Regions from separate parts of the Rattus norvegicus genome. Here region 2 is linked to region 1. Evidence: chromatin contacts called from public Hi-C data. All regions are on one chromosome and are shown on one strand. Each heading gives the region's core, a stretch centred on a gene start, on an enhancer-like site or on the middle of the called end of the contact. The rest is flanking DNA. Distances are from core to core; before and after follow the strand shown.

What was found. Hi-C and Micro-C count contacts between places; a contact is called where the count stands out from the background.
Region 2: a Hi-C map of the A7r5 cell line shows a contact between it and region 1, with 8 times the contacts expected there. The contact joins the enhancer-like site here to the promoter of Postn in region 1. A contact is called at or near these places in 10 of 12 Hi-C or Micro-C datasets (the A7r5 cell line, Schwann cells, frontal cortex and 6 more) and 1 of 1 datasets of contacts at active chromatin or transcription factors (oligodendrocytes).

The regions. Positions count from the first base shown.
Region 1 is chr2:140,672,959-140,679,616 of GRCr8, reverse strand. It overlaps Postn (periostin), which reads right to left and starts at 1,556. Exons shown (of 22, transcript NM_001108550.1): 1 at 1,414-1,556; 2 at 1-60. The coding sequence starts at 1,538.
Region 2 is chr2:141,020,687-141,027,859 of GRCr8, reverse strand. No RefSeq gene overlaps it. Among named protein-coding and RNA genes, the nearest start is that of Trnaa-ggc, 7.5 kb to the right of the region's middle. Within about 2 kb of position 2,834, at least 7 of the 93 cell types and tissues checked have an H3K27ac peak or open chromatin away from gene starts, as enhancers often do. A contact at or near this core is called in the A7r5 cell line, where this site is marked.

The DNA of each region.
Region 1 (6,658 bases), core at 307-2,806:
CAGGAGCTGAAGTATTTCTTTTTGGTGCCCAGAATCTGCTGGAGGGCACAGACATTTGGGCTGGAGACAGAGGGGAGGGGAAAGAGTTAATTGCTGAGGTTCTTGCCTTTTCCCAGTTACAGGTCAGGTGGCTGAGAGAGATGTTTGGATGGAGTCCTGACATTCTAAGACGGGATTTTAACTTTGTACAAAGCCAACTCCTGCCCCAGTTCTACTGAGTTACTAGAAAAAGCAGAAGTCTAAGGGAGATAGCGAGAGGAGGGAGAAGAGGGGGAAAGGGAGGGGGTATAGGAGGAAGGAGAGGATGTAGGGAGAGGAGGGGTGAGGAGGAGGGAAAGGGAAGGGAGAAGAAGGGGATGTAGGAAAGGCCACTGTATGTTTGAGACTAATATCAGTATTTCAAAAAGTTAACCTAGCAGAAATATTTAAACAGAATTAGACTTAACAGACAAACTACTGTTAAAGTGGAAAAAAACCCATTGTTTTAAAACTAAGCATGTATTCATTTGGAGGATGGGCAGCTTTAGGATTTTTCTGAAGCCCGGGAGATTAATGGCAAAGGACACAGGTCTTACTTCACACTCTGCTGTGTGGTTCCCTAGGGGCTTGCAGAAGTAGATTAGTGTTCAAAGGAACTTTTGAACAATGCCTTTACACAAAGGAAATTTGATTCTTTAAAGAGAACAAATAAGAGTATCCTTCTCTATTGCAATTTTAAGCTTGCTTTCTCTTAAAAGGATGGAAATTCTACTCCACTGTTAAGAAGACTGCTCTGAGAACTCAGAAAATGAAAACCCCCCCAAGGCTTAGGGAGAAATGCCAAGAGTCCCATGCAAACAGTGCAGATGTTCGCTTGAGTTACTAAGATGCTTCTAATAACCTTTTAAAATCCTACATTTATCTGAAAAGATAAAAAAAAAAACATTTCAAGGAATCCAGAGAAGCAGCTATTCAGCCCAGAGTTTAATTTTCATATACAAAACAAAGGAAATTTGCACCGATATCCCGAGAGACATCTCAAAGCCTTTGACATGATACCATCAGAGAGCAGACACTTTGATTTTGAAAACCATACTCTGCAGTCATGGAGAGAAATAAAAACCCAAGTAAACAGAATTACTAAGGATTACCCAACTGTATTTTGTTAATTACATTAAAATTAATAATCCACATCAAGTAATAATACTTGCTATGTTGATAGCAATACTTATGAATTTAAGGCACATATATGCCATAGTAACTATCTATCTCTGTCTATATATGTCTATTTACAGAATATTCAGAATTGTTCCTTTTCCTATTACCTTGCAGTAAGAAGAACTACAGCTACCCTGTGCATTTACAAGGAACTTCTACATATTTCTAGAACAAGCTAAGTGGAATAAGCCAAAAGGAAACAAGCCAGGGACTTACCCCTGATCCCGACCCCTGATGCGGCTGTGAGCTAGGACCTTGTCATAGTAACTGTTGGCATTTGCGGGGTCAACGTCACACAGGAACAGCAGCAGCAGAGCAGATAAGGGCAGGAGAGGAACCATCTTCAGCCCTGAGCTCCGTCCAGGAAGAGATCTGGCCTGTGTTCTAGAGAGCTGAATTTATAGAGCTCTGGGCTGTGGGAGGGAGCATGGCTGTGGGAGGGGGCGCTGGGCCAACCTGAAACTTGCAACTGCCTTGCAGAAGCACCAGCAGCCCTGTGCTGTCTCCTGGGTTCTGAGCAGTCTGAACTCTTCCCTCTATTTGTTTTTAATCATAGTGTGGCCGTTTTTTCACTTCTATAGGTTTACCCTGTGAAAACAGCTGTATCTGAGTTCAGGGACCTCTCCCCCATGTGCCTCTGCCACTCTCTGTGTCTCCGAGCTCAGTGACTTTCTTAGTTTGATCTTATCACACTTAAATCGTCCCACAACAGAACACTGAGGTTATTTTTCGACAGAGAAGAAATCACAAAGGGAATTTAACACAAATCCTGGATAGATTTACAATGCATACAAAGTACAATTTCCACAGCTAATGTGGAGGCACATGTTTCTTGAAGTCCTGTGAAACTTGGGTCCTGACTTTCCAACTCTTAATGAGTATAGAGAGTTAAGTTACAAAGACCTGCTTTGGGAGAATTTCTCTAACTTTTCACACACACACACACACACACACACACACACACACACACACACACACACAATTTTCCTTTTTATTGCTTTTCATCTCCCACACACTGCATACTCTGATAAGACCTGGAAACAGGTATTACTAATCTAGAAGTAATGTGGCAATTAAATGCATATTAAGAAACAGGGCTGCTGCCAAGAATATTCTTCTGATTTTTAAAAGAACAACTGCACTCTCTCGGTGTTGAATTTCAGCATCCCCAGCTGAGGGAAGACACAGATTTTTTAGGTCTTCACACATGTGGAGAATCCTTTGGATGAAGAAACTTCAATGATTAGAAAGTTCAGAAGGCAGGGAATGGGAACAGCCATCTGTCTCTGAATGCACAGATTTTAAAGCATCCCTAGAGAGGGGGGAGGGTGTTTCTGTGCTGTGCCGTGAAGTCCCCCCTCTGTTTTGAGCATCCGTAGTGTTTTCTCACTGACAAGGCAAAGACACCATGGCTGGATTCTTTATGTTTTACAGTTGGAAAAGTTTAAGGGGGAGGCCAGAGAGAGTTCCTTATCTGGAGAGATGTGTGAGCTTTCTGTGGGAACTGCCTTTCAGTGTTAAAATAATCCTGCAGCCAACAGCTAATTTATTAAGTACACAGTTTGAAGATGAGTCAGAAGCCTCTGTCACTTCTGAAATTTTGGTATTAAAGGATTGAGAATATACCGAATTATCTCTGGGGAACGGGGAGAGAAGATATCATGGAAAGTAAACTATGTTCTTTCCAGGGTACTTGTGTGACAGAGACACTAATCTCTTATTTATATTTATCTAAATGAAGCCATTCTTACTTTAACTGTCTTTTCTCTTGTTTGCTTTATAAATAGCTTTTGCTACTCTTAGGTTGTACAAATGGTGGGCTGTCGGTAACTGCTCAATGAAAGGGCAGTCCTATCTTATGCATATAAGGTCTATCTGATATCAATCAACTGGCTGTTAGAATGTTCGGGGAACATCATTTATTGACGAGGTTACTGTGCTATTCTGACAAGCAACATGTATTTACCATTTTGCACAAGGCAAAGCGTATTCTCATATGACAGAAAGGCATTCTGAAGCCCCCTTTTATAGTTTCCAATAATAGAAATCTGAAATCTTTCTACTCCAAGCATCATGTTTGAGACTTACCAAACTCCCATGGAAGTCAACTCATGCCAAACCTTCAAAATTATTAACTAATGGGGGTCAATAATGACATCAGGGAGGGTCTTTCAAACAAGAGCCAGAGACACAGAGACCACCCGTAATCCAGAGAAGAGCAGAGATTTTAGGTAAAGATGGAGAAATCAGGATACTTGAAGAGACAGAGGCCAGGTGAGAAGAGAGATACTGCACGGTAATTGTTGGGAGAAAGTCCAAAGCTAGAGAGAGGCTCTGAGCCAGTTTGGGAACGGCTGAGAAAAGGAAGGCTAAGAAGGGAATCTTAGCCCAAGTTGTAGAAGAGAGTGGGAAAAAAATCCACAAAAGGGCACACTCTCTTCCGGGGCTCTCATCAAAAGTTGCTCTCCATACAGGGCCCTTTCTCTTCTGCTCTGTGAAACTATCCTGACCCTACTAACCCTTGCACTTTTTCTACCAGTTGGGAAGATGACGGAAATCATGAAAATTAAGTCCGACTTTCCAGGGCTGCAAAGTCTGACCCAGAGATGTAAGTCATTAAGGAAAAAGAAATGGTTCATTATGTAACTCAAAAGAGAGAGTGTGACTGGGAGACAGGGCCGTCTGTCTCTAGGCATGGGATGCTGATTTATAGGCAGTTCTCTGTTATCGAGCCCCCAGAGACCACGAGGTCACTGCACTGCCTGCCACACTTACTCACCACTGTGAAACCAACCTCAAACTCCCGCAGTCCCCGGGACTCCTCACGGACTATGTGCTTCGTAAGCCTGTGCACACAAGCCTTAAGCAGTATGCCCTTGGTCTTGATTGTGTCATGAATCTTAATACGCTTCTATGTTAATATGTGGTTCATGAGTTGTCATGGCACATGAGCTCAAAAGTCGTTTACATATAGATCACATAACACAAACCCACTCTTACAGCCCAGTCAAGCCTTGAGGGTAACCCTGTACCTTCTTAGGAAAAGTTCTCCTCCAAACCTCCACACCTGGTCCATGGAGACTACAAGCCTTCTCTAGTCCTGCAAATGGAAATTCTAGGCAAGACTCGGAGATCTTTAGTTTCTTTGACTGAGGCTGCTTTTTAAAAAAGATTATTAGATTGAAAGACTTTAAACCAAGAATCATGTATTGGTTTTCCATCTTTAAGACAATGTGTATAAATGAAATAAAACAGAGTATCATCAGCCAACCTTAAAGAGGTCAAGGAGGCAAGCTATAGGCTTAGAAATTCAGACTGACACATTATAAAGGTTACTTATGGGAAGTGGGGCTTCTGAAGCCTTCTGCTCAGTATGGTATTTTCTTGGCTTTTTCTGTGTCACCAACACAGTCTGTGGTGACACAGGAAAGACAATGGAGCAATACTCAGGGAAAGGTGGGGTTCACTGCACACCAGAGTAAGAACCATGATCTCTTAGCTGTTAACCATGACAGATGCAGGGCAGAAGCCTGTGGGGTAATGGAGGGTAGGGTGGTGCTTTCTCCCCCTCCTTGGACTCTGCCTTCAAAAGCCTTCTTTGCAGCGGATCAATTCCTCTATTGAATAGTCAGCCACCGAAGCTTCCCCCTCACTGAACTGAGTGCATTCGCACATTTAAAACAGAATGAATTTTGCATTAGTGCTATCTACTTTGTATTTCTCTGGAGACATCTAGTGGAGAAAGTACGGTATACAGAGGTGTTTAGAAACACTGGTAATGTCTCTTACATTTTGATTAAACTGGTGAATTGAAATTCATAGAAAACAATTTCAAAATGCCAACCAAGTAGGAATTAATAATCTCGTGCAAGAAATCTCTCCAGGCTCATGCAGAAGGGACTGATGAGTGATGTCAAATCTGGATGAAGAGTAACGGTGTGGGAAATGGCTGGAAATAGATCGACTTGCTTTCTGAGTGGGTTTTTTTTCCTCCACTGACTGACACATGAAAAGAAAGCATGACTATGTGATACACATGTGTGTGCCTATGCATGGAAGCCAAAGGCGGACACTGTACGTCTTCCTCTCTTTCCACCTTATTTTATTCTTTAAGAATTTCTCAAAATATCTGTGGTGCATTTTGGTCATATACCCTACTGTCTTCTAACTCTTCCCAGACTCCCCTATGCCTGCTCTCAACTTCATGTTCTACTGTTTATTCATCTATCTATCTATCTATCTATCTATCTATCTATCTATCTATCTTTCTATCTTTCTATCTATCTATCTATCTATCTATCTATCTATCTATCTATCTTTCTATCTATCTATCTATCTATCTATCTATCTATCTATCTATCTATCATCTATCTATCTATCTTTCTATCTATCTATCTATCTATCTATCTATCTATCTATCTTTCTATCTTTCTATCTTTCTGTCTGTCTATCTATCTATCTCTCTATCTATCTATCTATCTATCTTTCTTTCTTTCTTTCTTTCTTTCTTTCTTTCTTTCTATCTATCTTTCTGTCTGTCTATCTATCCATCTATCTATCTATCTATCTATCTATCTATCTATCTATCTATCTATCTAAAAACCATCGAGTCCCAAGTTAGTGCTAAGTGTACACGTGTGTGACCATCCCCTGGAGCATGGTCAGCAATTGCCCCCATGAGCACATCTTGCCAAGCCAGTCATTAGTGTAGCTCATAGGGTCCATCCCTGGGTAAACCTTTTGGTGGCTTCTCTCCCCCAGCAGCCTACATGAGGTTCCCATATGAGGTTCCAAAAGCCTATATTGTTCGGGGTGGGCGGAACCCCTGACCAGCAACTTGAAGGGATGTATCCCACATCTGCTGTTGGGCTTTTTGTTTGGTGAGCTGTGACTTCTGAGAGAAGCCTGCATGTTAACTGCACTCCTCCCCACCCTCTCTCTATGTATGTATGTGTGCATGTAAACATATATATGTGTGTATAATATTATGACGCTTACACAATAGTCTATACTATATACAGACAATAGTCTAACATACATGTATGTATACATATATGCACATGCACACACTTATACAATAGTAGGTGTCTATATGGTTTTTCAGACATCGTTTGTATTGTTTATTTTTTTCAAGCCCTTTTCTATTCCCCATCCTTTGAACCTATTTGCTCATTATTCTCTTTCCCCCTTTTAATATTTGCTTCTTTTTTTCTAGCATCCCCCAGCCATGGACCCTTTCTAGTTTCCTGACTTCTACAGGTATTTTCAGTTAAACACAAAGAAGCTAAAGAAGCAAAGCTAGGGTGCACACAGGAGAGAGAAATTCGGTGTTAGTCTTTCTGGCTCTGGGCTACTTTGTTCAGTATAATTATTTCTAGTTTCACCTATCTTAGTTTCCAGGGGTTGGGGATTTCTCCCTGAGCCCAGAGCACTTTGCTTAGCTATTCTGGACACCAGCAGG
Region 2 (7,173 bases), core at 1,585-4,084, 350 kb before region 1:
ACATGTGTGCCATGGGATGCTGTAGGTGTATATTGAGAAGACTTTTTCTACGTATACAAAATGCATAGTTTAAAAGATATGCTGATGGCATCATGGCTGTTTCCTTCCAATGCCTTGAATTTATGGGCCTCTTGCCTCAGTCTTCCAAGCACCAGGGACTACAGGCATGTATCACCCCACCCAACTGAGGAGGAGCTGGTTTGTTGTAAGTGTAGCTACAAAACAACATAAAGAAACTTGAAATTAAGGCTGGAGAGATGGCTCAGTGGTTAAGGGCACTGACTGCTCTTCCGAAGGTACTGAGTTCAAATCCCAGCAACCACATGGTGGCTCACAACCATCTGTAATTGGATCTGATGCCCTCTTCTGGTGTGTCTGAAGACAGCTACAGTGTACTTATATATAATAAATAAATACATCTTAAAAAATTTTGAAATTATCAACAGGTATTAGTGATCCTGAAAACTGAGCCGAGGGGCCATCTAGACAGGCCTCATTAAGTAGCTCAGGCTCTCCTTGAACTTGACACGGGCTCCTGAAGGCTGGGGTTATAGATATAGAATGTCTTATTCAAACTGTGTAACAAAAGTATCATATGCTCAGGTGGTCCTGTGGCCTAATACTGTGGGCCCAGTATAGTACAGTGTGCCTGGTACGGGACCATGTGCCTATCTTGGTATCACCTGCTGTGTGGTTATGGGGCAGTACTTGGTTTTGAAGCAGGAGCAGGTACCAAGTGTATGAGCCTCACAGTAGCCAAAATTACTTGTTCTTTGCATTTTATCTCAGCTGTGCACAACTCTGAGGCCAGCCCCAGCTCTACTTCTGGAGTCCTTCTGGTCCAAAGTTCAGGCTTCCGGAACATCCTCCCAAGGGGTATGCTGTCCTCAGAACAGGAGATGTGGTAATACCACATTTCAGTTAAAACACACCCATAGTCAGACCTCTAAAACTCGGGGGACAGTTCTTTCACTGGCAGGTAGTAACATGGTATATTACCATGAAGGGTCTACTCAGTTCACAGAAGAGGAAACTCCGTGTGTGTGTGTGTGTGTGTGTGTGTCTGTGTGTGTGTGTGTGTGTCTGTGTGTGTGTGTGTGTCTGTGTGTGTGTGTAGCTTAGAGAAGCTACCCAGGTCTGGTGTGTGAAAGAGGCCACCTGATCCACAGTGAGTGTGTATTTGCTGCATTTCCGCATCTGTCCTTTTTGGTGTCTGCTTCAATCACTGCCATCCTTCAGGCTTTAACAAGTGTCCTTGAAAGTCAAGTGACCTCTGTGTCAAAGAAGTCAGCATTCAACAAAATCACCGAGCATGTGCCCTTGGGTAAAAACTTGAATCAAAAAGTAAATTTATTTCCCAATGCTAAAACTAACGAAAACTAACTAACTAAAACTAAGTCAGCCTGATAGTACTTTATTAAACGTCTAAACCGACCCTTTTATTTTTCCATACCAATTGAAGATGTGTCTGCAGAGAGCCATATATGATTTCTAAGGGCGGTCCTGAGAACAAGGACTTCTGTGAGCATCCGATGGGGATCCACGAGCAAAGTGCTGACAGGAACCACCTGAACTACTAATAGTCAGGCTCCCAGTAAGCACTCTGTGCCTCAAGCCAGGGCTGCCAACCCTCTCAGAACAGCTCTCACTTCATCTCTTCTGGGTCTGTTCCATGTCCTAACTCCAGAAATGTATCGTGCTCCATCATCAAGGATTTTCCTGTCAGTGGGGCCTTCTAATCTCATCAATTAAATACCAACTGTCACTTTAAACCCAAGCGGAACTTTTCCTTAAACTTTAGCACCTTCTCCATTGCTTGGTCTAATACCTTTCCCCTCCCTACCTGATAGGCAGTCAGTGTCAGTTTTAGCTGAAATAAACAAAAACTTTATTCATTAAAGTTTTCAGGACAGTATTTGTACTCACTCATTCTTCATTCATTCATTCATTCATTCATTCATTCATTCATTCATTCACAAGTAGTCACTGGGTGTTGCCTAATTGCAGCATACAAGCTGATATGAAGAGGCATCATCAATGTAGCAGTGGATTCAGAATTAATGCCCACGGGAGCCTGATTACCCTTGTGTAAGTCTCACAACGTAGAGGCTCTGAACTTTAGGGGCTCTGTCCTTGGATCAATGCCTGGTTCACATGTCCTTAAACATTTCATGTGGGCTAGGGATGTACTTACTACAGGGACAGTGTTCTTACTTAGCGCGCGCGCGCACACACACACACACACACACACAGAGGCCTATAGAACTCACTATGAATTGCAGGCTGGCTGCAAACTCATGAAAATCTTTTTGTTTTACCTTCCAGGTGCTGGGATCACAGGTGTCCCTGCTCTTGGCTTCTTCTTTTCAATCTCTCTCCTCCTCTCTCCTCCTCTCTCCTCCTCTCTCCTCTCCTCTCCTCTCCTCTCCTCTCCTCTCTCCTCTCCTCCTCTCCTCTCCCCTCCCCTCCCCTCCCCTTCCCTCCCCTGTGGGATCAAACAGACTCGGCAATTACCCATTACCCATCAGTCTTTTTTTTTTTTTCTGAGTTGCAATCATAGGTTTTTACTCCCTCGTAGCACAAGATGACCCTAGTAAAAGTAAAATAGCATTTTCTGACTGAGTCTGTGTTGGTACATGGGAACAGTGCAGATTTTGTGAATCCTGAGCTTGTAAAAAAAATTGTGCCCCCCCTTCAAGAAAAATAACATTAGCAGAAAAGCTTTGAAAAGGAAGCATGGTGTATTTAATTTGGGAACGAAATGAGATGAGTCACTTGATCACTGATTTGTTCCCCCTCAGCTCTCAGGGGGGGAGGGGGGAGGCAATGACTCAAAAGTGCTTGGGCAGAAATACTTCCTTCCTCTACTTGAAACAATTCCTGACCCCTGACCACTCCAGTACTTACAGGGAACCCTGAAAACTGGGTTAAATTCTCTTCTGGTAAGTCCATTTCTGCTCCCGGAACTCTAAAAACAATGGCCAAATGGCATCGGTTTTAATGTTGTGATCTTTTTAGTTAACTTTCTGGACGTCGTGGGACCTTGTGATTTGGGGGTACTTTGCATTAGGAATGGTTTTTGAACTATAGAATTTTTCTTCCAAGTGAAAAGAGTCTGGCTATAGACTTGACTGTCTGTCCTCATTTGGAGAAACCATTTGGGATGATTATAATCTTCTTTTGGAAATATTTAAACAATATCTCACATAAATAATGAAAATCTGACCTTAAATAAACAATGTTGTCACTAAGGGATTTACTGGTTTATGTGACTCAAACACTGTGCTCAGAACATTACTCAGAATCTATCAGTTCACTGTTAAAGCATTTTATAAATGATTAATTTTTATAGAATGATTTAAGTCATATTTCCCCAAGTCCAAATTGTTGAAAATTGGCCCTGTCACCCAGCTGGGGATTCTACTTGATGCACCATCCAAAAAGAAACGGCAGGGGGCCACCTTGTAATGCTGTGGCTTTATTTTTATTATCTTTTTTTACTCATGAAAGGTTCTTTTCTCTCCATTGCTTGGCATCTGTTCACCCATTTTGAGATTTGCATATGTTTATTTGAAGAAAGAAAACATTTTTAGACACTAGCTTTGCTATATTGAGAATGTACGGTGTAATTGCAGCCTTAAAATATTTTTTTCTCAGTTTAAGTGAAGGAATTAAAATGTTAACAGTTTCTTCTATTTCCTTCCGCCGCAGTGGGAAACTGTATGTCCTGGTCTGCTTTCCCTGGCAAGTTGCCGCCTTCCTCATTGAGACCATACAATTATCTAGCAGATCATTATAGTACATGCCTGTCAATCATGTTACTTTTACTCAAAGATCAGAATGATTACAAGGATGTGCTTAGAGACGTGAACGCAGCGCCTGTTCCACCTTGCCGTCCCTCTCTAGGCAAACGTGCCTAAGTTCTGAAATGGTGACTTAATGTAAACAGAGAAAATGCTGCAGGGTCCACCTGCAGGGCCGTCACGGATGAATGGGTTTGAGCATCTCCTATGGGCAATTGAAGCTGCCTAATTACTCTATGGGTCGTCTTGTGACATTTAAGAAAAACCACACTTCCAAGAAGGCTCTCAAGTGGCCAACTGGGCCTAAATTCAAAGTGTGGCCAGTTCTGACTGGGGAATCGACATGTTACTTTGGTTTCTTGAGAAACCACAAACTTAACTATGCTGGGCCTCAAGCCAGGCACGGTAAAGATCCCCTGGGAATTCCTATTTTGTCATCTCTCTAGGGTCAATGAGCTATACCCCACAGTCAGCCAATCAGAAAAGAGTGGTACCTACTTGATTTACATAACAGGACCTAACAGGAGCCTAGCTGGAAAATTTCTCTGTATAAATTGGTCTTTGCTCCTCAGAGTACTTCTGTCTGTAGGGAGACACACAATCTGCAAATATTTTTGTACATTTGAAATGGAGGACATGGTCTCACTCTGTACCCGAGACTAGCTAGGAATATATAGTCCAGTCTGGCCTTGGCAATCTCCTCCCCTCAGGCTCTTGAGACCTGGGATATCTGGGTGGCTCTGGTTTCGGGGGACTCTTGTGATTTTGGGTGTCAACTTACTTATTTTCTGCCTGTCTTCAAAGGGACTTTATATCACATCCAGCCATCATATACTCACGCTCCAAGAACATTTTAAAAACTGTGCTTTGAAAAACAATGCTTGTTATCCTTTAGGAAAGAGATGAAAGTTTTAGAAGCATAAATTATTACTTAATATCAGGGTTTTGTTTTTTTTTTTTGACAGATTCTTGCTATGTAGTCCTGGTTGGCCCAGAACTGGCTAAGTGAACCAAGCTGGCTTTGAACCCACGGTGCTCTGTCTCGATCACTAGATCTCTGTGATGACAGACACGAGTTATCATCATACCTGGCTCATTTCCAGCTTTCAGAACTCTTAATTACTTTTTTAAGGAGTTGAATAAACATTAAGAAATCTCTTTTTAAAATTAAAAAAATTATTCTCTCATATATTACATGACTGAAGTTTCCCCTCCCTCCTCTCTTCCCACCTCCCATCAACCTCTCACGCATCCCCACAGCCTCAGTTCACTTCTCCTTTGTTTCTATTCAGAAAAGGGCAGGCCTCCCAAGGACGTTAACCAAGTATGGCTTATCAAGTTGCACCTCCCCTCATAATATGGCTGGAAGAGCCAACCCAGTAGGAGGGAAGGCAAAAGAATCAGAGACAGCTCCTCTTCCCACAAGGAGACCATGTTTCACAACCATAACATATATGCAGAGGCCCTAGGTCAGACCCCTGTAGGCTCCCGATTATCAGTTCAGTCTCTGTGAGCTCCTGTGAGCCCTGGGAGCTTTTGTGGTGTCCTTAATGCCTCAGGCCCCTACAATCCTAAGGAACTTAACTCTTGTAAGTAAATTCTACATAAATAAGCGCTGATATTTTATTGTGTATCGATGAACGTTTTATGTCAAATATATAGAATCCATACATGTATCTGTATGTATTTTGGAAAAGACGTATTCATTTTTATTGTATGTGTACATGTGAGTATTTGCATGTATATATGCGCACTGTGTATGTGCTCAGTGTCCACAGAGGCCAGAAAGGGTGTTGGATCCTCTAGAACTGGAGTTACAAGTTGGGGACATGCCTGATATGGGTGGTGGGAACTTGGTCCTCTGCAAGAGCAGCAAGTGCTCCTAACCACTGAGCCATCTCTCAAGGCCCTGTATTTCCTTCCTTCCTTCCTTCCTTCCTTCCTTCCTTCCTTCCTTCCTTCCTCCCTCCCTCCCTCCCTCCCTCCCTCCCTTCCGAGACAAGATCTTACTAGGTAGGCTAGACTGGCTTTTCCCTCAAGATCCTTCTGCCTCAGTCTCCTGAGTATTGGGACTACAGGCATGCTAGGTACATTTCTTCACTGTGCACATAATTCCCACCTTAGATTTGTTCAGAAGTTTTCTGGGGCTTTTACATCATGGCAAACACAGCTTTTCTCTCAGAGAAGTCCCCAGGGCTGGGAGAAGACCGCAGCAAAACCTCACACCTGTTGGTACTGTCAGATAAGCAACCATGTTGCTGGCCAGTGAATGAAGCCAAGCAGCCTAGGGAACATGAAATTTTAGTTCTGTGGGGAAAGCAATAGATCTATGAATCTGAATTCATAGACATTGGTTTAGAATGTATAGAAGGAGGTAAGAGCCCGGGCTGACTTAAAACTAGCTGATTGATTCAATGGCAAATATTATTTATATTTTATTTTTTATTATTTATATATTATATATAAATGTTCTATATTTTTAGTATTTTTAAATTTTTAAAATGTATCTTTATGTGTGTTTGTATGTATGTGTTGTTTTTGTGTGTGTACCTATGCACAACTTTGTTCTTTTTTAGAGAAAGGTCTCTCTGCAAAGCTCTGCCTGGCCCGGAACTCACTCTAGACTGGAGACCAGAAAAGCTCTGTCTCCTCAGAGCTAGCACTAAAGGTGTGCACCACCACAGCCAGCCTAACAGCACAGATCTCGAGAGTTGGCGCTCCCCTTCCACCTTGTGGCCCTGGGGCTTGAACCCAGGTTGTCAGACTTGGCACAGGCTGTTTTAACCAGTTAAGCCATCCCACTGGCCCTCTTTATATTATTCTATCAGGGTTGACAGACAGTCCTACAGTTTTGAATCTCCTCTGTGGACACCAAGCACATACCCAGTGTGTACATTCTTCCTCAGTTATGTATTAGTCTTACTGTCGCCATGGCAGCCCATCTTATTGGAGGAAAGCTTTGCCTTTGTGTCACTGTTGCGGGAGAGCATCCCAGTGGAGCAGAGCTGTTTATACCATGGTAACGTGAAGCAGAGGAGGGCATAGGGAAGACTGGAGGAGGGTCAGGGCATGGCCCTCCACCTCCTTCCTTCATCAAGGCCCCACCTCTTACTCAGCCTCCAGTAAAACTGTCCTACTATGATCCATCAAGGGATGGACCTGTTAGCTGTGTCATTGCCCTTATGAGAGAGTTGTCTCTGGAAATGCCCTTGTAGACACACCTGGAGGTGTTGTTCTTCACATCCGCCCCAGGGACTTCTTAACGGGTCAACTTCACAGTGGATATTAACTACCACAAACTGTAACTACTTAAATCCACTAGAATCAGGAAGTGACTGTGTTTCCAAGCTGTGAATCTTCAGTTTTTTCT